Regions from separate parts of the Ovis aries genome. Here region 2 is linked to region 1. Evidence: chromatin contacts called from public Hi-C data. All regions are on one chromosome and are shown on one strand. Each heading gives the region's core, a stretch centred on a gene start, on an enhancer-like site or on the middle of the called end of the contact. The rest is flanking DNA. Distances are from core to core; before and after follow the strand shown.

Region 1 (4,548 bases), core at 1,916-4,415:
TAACAAGCAGCTAATACGTTTGGATCTCAGCAAAGCCCCATTATGCAAGACTTGGCTAAGCCTAGCGAGCGGTGGGTCCACATTCTGGGTGTCTAGGACACAATGACAAGTTCTGATGGGACCTGGCTACTGCCTTCCAGTAACCCAGTAGAGTTTTCTGCTGAAAGTTGAGAGAGGACTGTTTGATCAACCAAGTGTTTACAAGATCACTGGTATTGCAAAGGCAAGCAAAGCAAATTGCTCTAGGTATGAGGACTTGCTCCAGTGTGGCAAAGTGTGTGCTGGAGCAAGGTCTGCAGGTGAAGGGGACTGTCTGCTTTAGAAGGTAGCTGAAAGCATGCAAAGGATAGAGGCATGGCTGGAGGTGTTAAATTCAAGCACTGAGATCCCCTTGCAGGTTTATTTTGGAGCTAAGGTGGGAGGAACACTAGAATGAATAAATCCTGACTGAGAGAACTACGGTATTTCACCATGGAGCTCAGGGATACATCTGAATCCCAGCACAGCCTCCAAAGTCAGCCACGAGGGGATCTGGGAGAAATGCCAAGAAACGCAGCTCTGCTCTTGGCTGGCCCCTGGCAGCCTGTGTGATTCAGCTGCAGCTGCCCAGCCGCTCCTAAAGGGTAGTGCAAGTCCCACCAGCATGAAAGAGGGGGTGCCTCTGGGAAACAGTTCGGTTCCACAGGTCTCTGCAGAGATTCTAATCAATTCCCTATGTGACCTGTGAACTAGAAGTGAACCTAAAGCCACCCTATTTATCCAGTTGCTTTGCACCCTGGTTGTCTTATAACGGAGTTTGCTAAAGTTGGTTTTACTTTGTGATCTTAATCACTGAAGCTGTACGTTGATGGAAGATGAAACTTTGAGTTGGGGGCAGAGGTGGGGGCTTAGGAGAACATTCCAGAAGATGAAACCACACAGAAAATTGGAAACAGAGAAGGGGAGAATGTAGCCAAGGAAAGAAGACTCTGATGTAGCCAGAATGGAAGTAGAGAGAGGGTGAAGAGGCTAGAGAGGAACTGGGAGTTGGTACTTAATTCTATAGCTGACTGGTAGCTACTGGAAGGTAGAATAGGAAGCTGACTGGCATGCCTCAGATCAATCACAGCTGATTGGTCAGTTTTACATCCCTACAGCCACAACTTTTCAGGAAGCAGAAATGTACAGTCATGGATAGAGTACCAACTTGGGGAGTGTGTTTAATCTGATTGGTGACAGCAGGGAAGAAAAAGCGTTTATCTTTGGAAAGGTAAAAGGCATGGGATTAGGATGACATCCTTGGAGTTTGCCCTCCCTCCAAGGGGAGACTGGCTTGGACCCAGAAATTGGTTGGATCCTGATTGGAATGTCCATTCATTCAAGAACATCAAGTGATCTTGCTGGCTTTGACCAGCACAAATTGCTTCAGCTGTAGATGTTGACCATCTCTTTAGATCCCATTGTCCCAGCCTCTTTCTTCACAAACCATTTCTTATTATCATTGTCCGAGCTTGTCTCAAAACAGACTCTCAAGTCTCTTCATCCAGAATGAACCTTTAAACTGAGAATTTTGGAAGCAAAGCTTGGCCTCATTGTTTAATGAGAACCTGCCTGTTATTCGAAGCTCTGTAACTCTGGAGCCTTTGTGAAGAAGTGCCAGACAAAATGCCTTCCTCCTAGTAAGAGGATTCTTGCCCTGGGCCTCTGTTGCAACGCCATCCCTAACTGTCAGTCAGACCAGGATGATAATGGGAGTTAATTGCCCTGAAGAGTTACACATAGCAGTGCAACGAGGTTACCTACACTAGGGAGAAGCTGGGAGCCAATTGTGTAATCCTCCTCTCCTGCCCATTCATCTGAGCATAAGAGATGGTGTAATAGTAGTTGTGCTGCCTATTATCTGCATGGCTTGGAGCCTGTTACTTAAACTTGGTGAACTCTTGGGGTAGACTGAGAATAACAGCTATCTAGAAAGCATGTTGTGAAGAGTAAGTAATATATATGGAATGCATAACACTACTAACACTAGGTGACTCAAAGTAGACATTGAAGAAGGATTAGTTTCCTTCCTCCCTATAATTCCTGGCCACATATGTCCGGAAAGCCAGCTGGTAACCAAAGAATCACACCGTCAGATGGAAGAAACTTCAGAGGCGTGAAGAGCCTGACAACAACTCCAATAAGTGATTAAGTGGTGGTTATCCGACCCCTGCTTAAGCTACTAAAAAAAAAAAAAAAAAAAAAAATTCACCCATTTTAACCTCCCAAGAAAGAAATCTGTGATTTAGGGAGAACTGTATCAGTAAAATTTTCTTAAAATCTGTCTAGACCCTGAAGAACCAATCCCCTTATCTCCCCCAGTACTTCAGTATGATGAAGAGATGTATCACATGTTATTGTTACAATGGGGTATGAGCTCCCCCAGAGCCAGGAGAGGCAAGAAGCATGGCTGGGCTCCAGTTCTTAGGTCTGCTTCAGTGAGATCCTTGTCAAGTCATTTCCCTTTCTGGTTACAGTCTCCTCGTCTGTAAAATGAAAGGGCGAATCTCTGTGCCTTTTTCCCTTTTATGAACATGCCAGTGATTCTTTCCTACAGAAGACTAACATGCTCGTAAACTCTCAAGAAAGAGGCACTATCAAGAGAAATTTTAGATGCACTTTAAGAATAGGTTTCATTATATAATGTGCACTTCTCTCTGTTTGGATTTTACTATCCGTTTACGATAAAATCCCCCTTATGAGGAGTCCCAAGTTTTGCTGTAATAAGAGATCACAGCATATGACATTAAAAATGTCTGCAGTTTCCTTCCAATACTGAAAAGTCTTAAGTATGAGATATGAATAATATTTTCCACAGTGACAGAAAAACAACTCTGTATCAATCATTAAGAAAAAGAAAAGCTTTTCTTATGTGATTGCAGCAGGGCTAAGTCCCTATCCTGGGTCAGGGGCGCTCGCCCCATTCTCACCCTCCACACTGCCTTAGTGGGGCAGCAAGTGGCCTCTACAAGTTGTGACGGAGAGGGAGGCCCCTAGGGGCACCATGAGAAGAGAATCCCAGCTGCTACTTGCCACCTTTCCCTCTGGGATTCTGCCAAACGGCGGCAGCCTGCGATCCATTCAAACCACCGCCCGCCGACTTCCGGGAAGAGAGGGGCCTGTGCGGTTCGGCGCGTGCGCACTGTGCAGCCACCGCCTCACGCGAGTCGCGAATCCTGCACGTGCCGGCCCCTCAGTCCCCGCTGCGTGCGCTTCCCTACCTCACCGCCCCCGCGCCCGGGCCTCGGGGGAACTGCAGAGGACGGCTCCTGGGATGCATTTCACACTGCTTGTTTTGTAACGGGGTAATCACTAGATCACCCTTCTCAAAGTATTTGAGATCGTTCAGCATCCTTTAGGGTGTACTGCAGAGCAGACTCTGTTTTTAAATATATTTAAAATACGTTTTAGGTTTTTTTTTTTTTAATAGAGCAGGTACACGGTTTTAAAAAAGAGAATCAGATTGTAACAAAAAGCTTGTAAAGGAAAACATCAGTGCCCTCCTCCTCCCCTCTGCCCGCAGTGGTCCGCCGACCCACTCTTTTTTTTTTTTTTTTTTAAGACTGCTTTGTTTGTTCTAGCAGTTTTCTCCTTTAGGTTTGATTTCAAACGTGCTTTCCAGCCGTAAGTTTCCAAGATTATACTGTTTTTGTTTTGTTTTTCTTGGCTAGATTCTCTCCAACTTCCAGTAAGTACAAGCTAATGAGACACCACGGTGTGTTGAGAACTGTTTGTCAAAACTGTCTTTACATCCTGCATGTTGCTGTGGAATCCTTCGTGCCAGGGCCCTTTCCTCTTGCTGTTTTTCCTGATCTAGCTTCCAGCTTCTAAGTCCTGCCCACAACAGGTCGCATCTGCTCTCAGAGCAGCCTAGCTAGGCCTGTCTCTGCTCTGGACTTGACCTTGACCATCCTTTTATCTCTGCTGCAGGTGTCCTAGTACTTGGAGCATCACCAGTGCAAGTCTCAGAGATTTTCTAAACCCACAACCGGAAAAAGGGCTCTCCTACACTGCAGCTGCCACTGTCTTACCCAAGGACAGCCTGACCATGTGTGAGAAGAGCTGTACCATAGGCCTTTCCTTCTGACCAGCAAGTGCACTATGGAATATGTATGTCCTAAAGCTCTGGTGTGTGTGGTATCTGTTCAAATAATAGGCTCTTAGGCTCCACCCTACTGATGTCCTAGGTCTGGACAGGGCCTGGGAATCTTTGGGGGCTTGTTTTTTGTTCATTTGTTTTTGTTTGCTTGTTTGCAGCACTGAGGTATGCAGGATCTTAGTTCTACCAGACATGGAGCCCCTGCATGGAGGTACAGAGTCTTAACCACTGGACCACCAGGGAAGTCCCAGGGTCTGGGAATCTTTAACAAGCTCCTCAAGTGATCCTTTGAGAACGTTGCCCTAAGGAAATTACTTTTAAAGCCTTTCTATTTGTGTGAGATGTTTTCATAAATGTATTTAGAACAGGTGCAAAAGTGATAAAGCCTCAAAACCCCACTTGTTTGGAAAGATTAAACATTATACTTTCAT
Region 2 (4,203 bases), core at 1,595-4,094, 89 kb after region 1:
GAACAGAGGTCCAGGCCCAGAATTATCTTGGGCCAAGAACCAGTGAGCCTTCCAGAACTTTTCAAGGTTTGCTCCACTCCCTTTCTCTTCATCTTTGGCTTCTCCTTTTCTAGCTTATCTTTCCCCTTAACCTATAAACATGCTCAAGCTTTTCCCAGTGACTCAGGAGCTCCTCCCATCAGTGTCCAATTTCTCTTTTTTCCATACCCAGAACATCTGTAACAGAAAACTGTTTGAAATATTCAATTGCCCTTTTCCTTCCTATAGCTTTTTCTTGTTTGGTTGTGTGTTGCCTTACTTTGGGGATGTTGGCTGTTTCTTGAAGTCTGGACCTCTCTGTGGTCTTTTAAAGGCATGAGTGCATCGACAAGCTCCTGTTGGGTTCCTTGGAGATACATGTAACAGCAAGACACCAGGGGAAACTCCTGCAGGATTTTAGATACGTTTGTGTTTTAGATAGTTCACTCTGGAGGCTGAGTGGAGGATGAATTTGTCAGAAGAGATTGTTAGGAGGCTACTGTAATAGTTCAGGTTGGAAAGGATGACTGGAATGTTTGCCAGGGGAAATGGAGGTAGAGATTTGAGGCTTATTAAGGAGGTGAAATAGAAATGACTAGATGATTGGATAAGACAAGGAGCTGAATCAATAATGACTCACACTTGGACTTTTCTAATGGTTCAGTGGGTAAGACTTTGCTTTCCACTGCAGGGGGAAGAAGCGGGATGGGTGGGCAGGTTCCATCCCTGGTCAGGGAACTAAGATCCCACATGCCCTGCTGCAAGGCCAAAATAAAATAAAAACACTCACATTCATTCTCAACTTTCCAGTTCTGATGGCTGTGGATGCTGGTGCCAACAGCTGAGGGAAGGGCTGCTTTGAAGGCAGAGGACAAGTATAGTTTTGGACAAGCTGAGTTTGAGGTGCCCCTATGATATCTAGATAGAGCTTCCTGGCAGGCAGTTGGATATTTGGGTCTAACTCTTGTGGAAGAGGTCTGGGCTGCAATGGCTGATTGGGTAATTGCAACCTTGAGGTTAGAGGTGATCTCCTAAGAGTGGAATGAGAAGAACTGTGGGTTCGGAGTCTTGCATATAAGGTGGAGACTCAGAATTAGTGGCACTTAAGTATGCCACCCAAGGAGGCAGAGGCCTTATTTACTGAGATGTTAGAACTGGAAGAATATACTCTTCTGCAAACCAAGAGAATGTTGAGATTCCAGAAGGTGGGAGTCATCTGAATTGTCAAATGTAGCAGAGAGACCCAGAAAGAGAATGCCTGCAGAATGCCACTAAGATTTGGGAGAGTCAGGGGTTCTCTTACCCAAGGAGGGTGAGGAAGGGTGTGTGTTGGGGAGAAGAGGGGAAGCTGGAATGCCCAGTGTCAAGAAATAAGGAAGTGGAGACAGCAGAGAGACCACTGTTTTAAGAGGTCATGAGAGGGAGAGGAGCCCTTGGAAGCTAACTGGAGAGGGCACTTGGAGTGAAGGTTGGGCACCATAGTTTTGTTTTTAGGAGCTAAGTTTGTTTAAAGACCAAGAGAAAACAGCAAGGATCCAAGAAGCAATGAGAGGTGAGGAAGGAAGCTTTATGGGCTCAACCCCACCAAGACAGCTTCTTATACTTTGCCCAACAAATACCACACTCCTTCTCTCATTTACTCATTTGAGGGAGGAAACAGACGGTGAGACTGACCCCATGGGCTGGAGACAGGGCTATAGATCCATCTGGGTACAATGTCCGCCCACACCACGCGGTACGAGAAAGTACGCGTAAACTGTCCCGCTCCATGTGACGTAGGTGCCCAGGAGCAGTGTGTTCTTGGCTCCCGGTTAGGCGACATCGATGCTACGGGTATGTGCTGTGTCAGATGAGGTGTCACCGCGTGTTGTGGATCAAGGGTAGCAACCTCTGACTTGTAGTATCATGTGCCAGGAACCAGAGCCTGAAAGCTCCCAAGGCCGGTACACCAGAGGTCGGGAGTCTCTTCCTTACTCCCGCCCCTTCAGATGGGAGTTCTGTTGGCCGCGAGGTGAATGACACTAACAGTGATGGCGGGGCCTAAAGGGCGCGGGCGGGAGTCTCAGGGCGAAAAGATGGCCGGAGCCCGAGGCAGCAGGTGGCTGAGTGCGCTCCTTGTGCGAGTCGCCCAAGGGACACCGCGAAAACCGAACTCGCTATTTGTTCACCCGGCCGGAAGATTTGTTCATCTCTGTGCCCCGAGATAAATCTTTTGCTAGGGGAAGTATTTAACTTGCATCCAGCGCTGTCGGAAGAAAATCCCTACCGCTGGAGATGTAGTGGGAGCGTGGGAGCTTTCTCTTGGGAACGCCTTCCAATCCTCCTCCCAAGGCTGGGCACCGCTGAGTCGGTTGTTAAATGCGATCTATAGTTTTTGGTTTCTGCAAGGGGGAGTGTAATGTTAAGGAACTGCGAGCCGAGCCAGGATCTGACCTTCTCTCCATCATTCTTGTACAAGCTACCTCTGTGACCTTGACTCTGGGCAAGTCAGGCTAGGCCCCTCAATACAACTCGGTTTCCCTGTTCATAAAATGAGGATTTGGACTGTAATCTGGTGTTTGCACGGCGGCCAAGATGGCAAATATCACCTCCTCCCGCCAAAAAAAAATGCTGTCCTGCGTTAGAAACACCTACCCAACAGACAGCTCCTCTGCAGCGCTCTTCCTCCCTCTTTCTTTTCTGCTCCAGCCTCGGGAAGGGGGGCTAAAGGGGAAGATGTGGGCGGGGCCTGGTCATCGCCCCCGCCCACTCCGGGCCCGCCCCTCCCGGCGTACCCTCTGCGCCCCTCCGCCCTCCGCGCTGGATGAGGCAAGCACGTGACCTCACATCCGGCGCGGGAGTCCCGAGCTAGCAGCGCGCGCGCTCTCCTGTCCGCCCGCTGGCTCTCCCCGCAGCGTGATCCAGGCGCCACCGCTGAGGGGAGGGGGGTTCGCTTCGTCGCTGGCGGCGAGAGGCAGTTTCGGAGTGCAGAACGCCCCCCTCCCCTGCCTACCTCCCTCTGTCGCCCGCCCTTGTTCTCGCCCTGCTCCGGCTGCACGCAGCCGCCGCGGGCGCAGAGGAGGAGAGCGCGGACGCCCCAGCGCCCGGCTCGGCCCGGGCCCCGCCGCGGCGCCTCACTCCCCTCACCCGGAGCCGCAGCGCGCGGCGGCGGCGGCTCCTCGAGCTCGAGCGACCCGCGGCCGCCGGCGCCGGCTGAGGGCGATGGGGCTGGGCTGAGGTGAAGCGGCGGCGGCGGCTACAGCGGCGAGCCCGGCCCCGGCCCCACACGGCCCTTTGGCAGCTCCGGACGGGAGGCCGCCCGGGAGACGGCGCGGGGGCGCCAGGTGAGTGGCTCCAGCTTCCCCGTGACGGCGGAGGGCAGGGTGAACGGAGCGTGGAGCGGGTGGTGGTGGTGATGTGGGAGGTTGGAAGAGGTGAGTGGTATTGTTGGGGGTGGCGGGCACCAGGTGAGCTCGGGGTCGGCCTCCTCGGGCCGAAATTGGGCATCATTTTTCGGGGAAGGTGTGTGTGGGGTGAGGAGGGGAGCGCTAAGACTGCTGATTGTCTGGGACAGGTGCGGCGAGAAGAAGGGCTCCACGTTGTGGGTGTGAAGGCCTGGATGGACACGCCGCTAGTTGGGGAGGCAAGTGCGTTGGGGTTTGGGAGTGAGATGGTGAGGTGGTCCAGCGTTTTTAGAAAGTCCTGGAGATGGTGAGATCGAAGGTAGCGGTATTGGCAGGGAGCTTGATGGGTTTGCTTGGGTGCTTACTGAGGAATCACGGAGTAGTAGCTTTGCCAGTCACCGCATTAAGCCGAGTGAGGCCCAGAGAGGAAAAGTGACTTAACAACTTGCCAAAGGCCTCTCACTTCGGCTCTGGAAACACCTAGGGCCCTTTCCTCCAGTACTTCCGTGACCGCTCTCTCTATAGCTTCTCCTTCTCCCCACGTCTTCGGAAAAGTTAGGTTTTGGTGGATGTGTGACCTGGGTTTTTTCTTTTTCTTTTGCGGCCGTGGGGAGCCGAGGGAATCTGATTTTGTTGTTTAGTCACCTAGTCGTGTCCGACTCTTTGCGACCCCCTGGACTGCGGCACTCCAGGCCTGCGTGTCCCTCACTATCTCGGAGTTTGCCCAAATTCATGTCCATTGAATGGGTGATGCCTTCCAACCATCTCATCCTCTGTCGCCCTCTTCTTCTGCCTTCTATCC

What was found. Hi-C and Micro-C count contacts between places; a contact is called where the count stands out from the background.
Region 2: a contact with region 1 is called in a Hi-C map of liver, with 2.2 times the contacts expected there. The contact joins the promoter of ATP13A3 here to the enhancer-like site in region 1. A contact is called at or near these places in 11 of 16 Hi-C or Micro-C datasets (blood, hypothalamus, liver and 6 more).

What each region holds. Positions count from the first base shown.
Region 1 is chr1:193,780,711-193,785,258 of ARS-UI_Ramb_v3.0, forward strand. TMEM44 (transmembrane protein 44) reads left to right here. Exons shown (of 11, transcript XR_009597977.1): 10 at 3,949-4,128; 11 at 4,276-4,548. Among named protein-coding and RNA genes, the nearest start is that of TMEM44, 45 kb to the left of the region's middle. Within about 2 kb of position 3,166, at least 7 of the 54 cell types and tissues checked have an H3K27ac peak or open chromatin away from gene starts, as enhancers often do. A contact at or near this core is called in liver, where this site is marked.
Region 2 is chr1:193,870,293-193,874,495 of ARS-UI_Ramb_v3.0, forward strand. It overlaps ATP13A3 (ATPase 13A3), which reads left to right and starts at 2,845. Exons shown (of 31, transcript XM_060404475.1): 1 at 2,845-3,341. It overlaps LOC106990874 (a long non-coding RNA gene), which reads right to left and starts at 2,723. Exons shown (of 7, transcript XR_009597985.1): 1 at 2,653-2,723.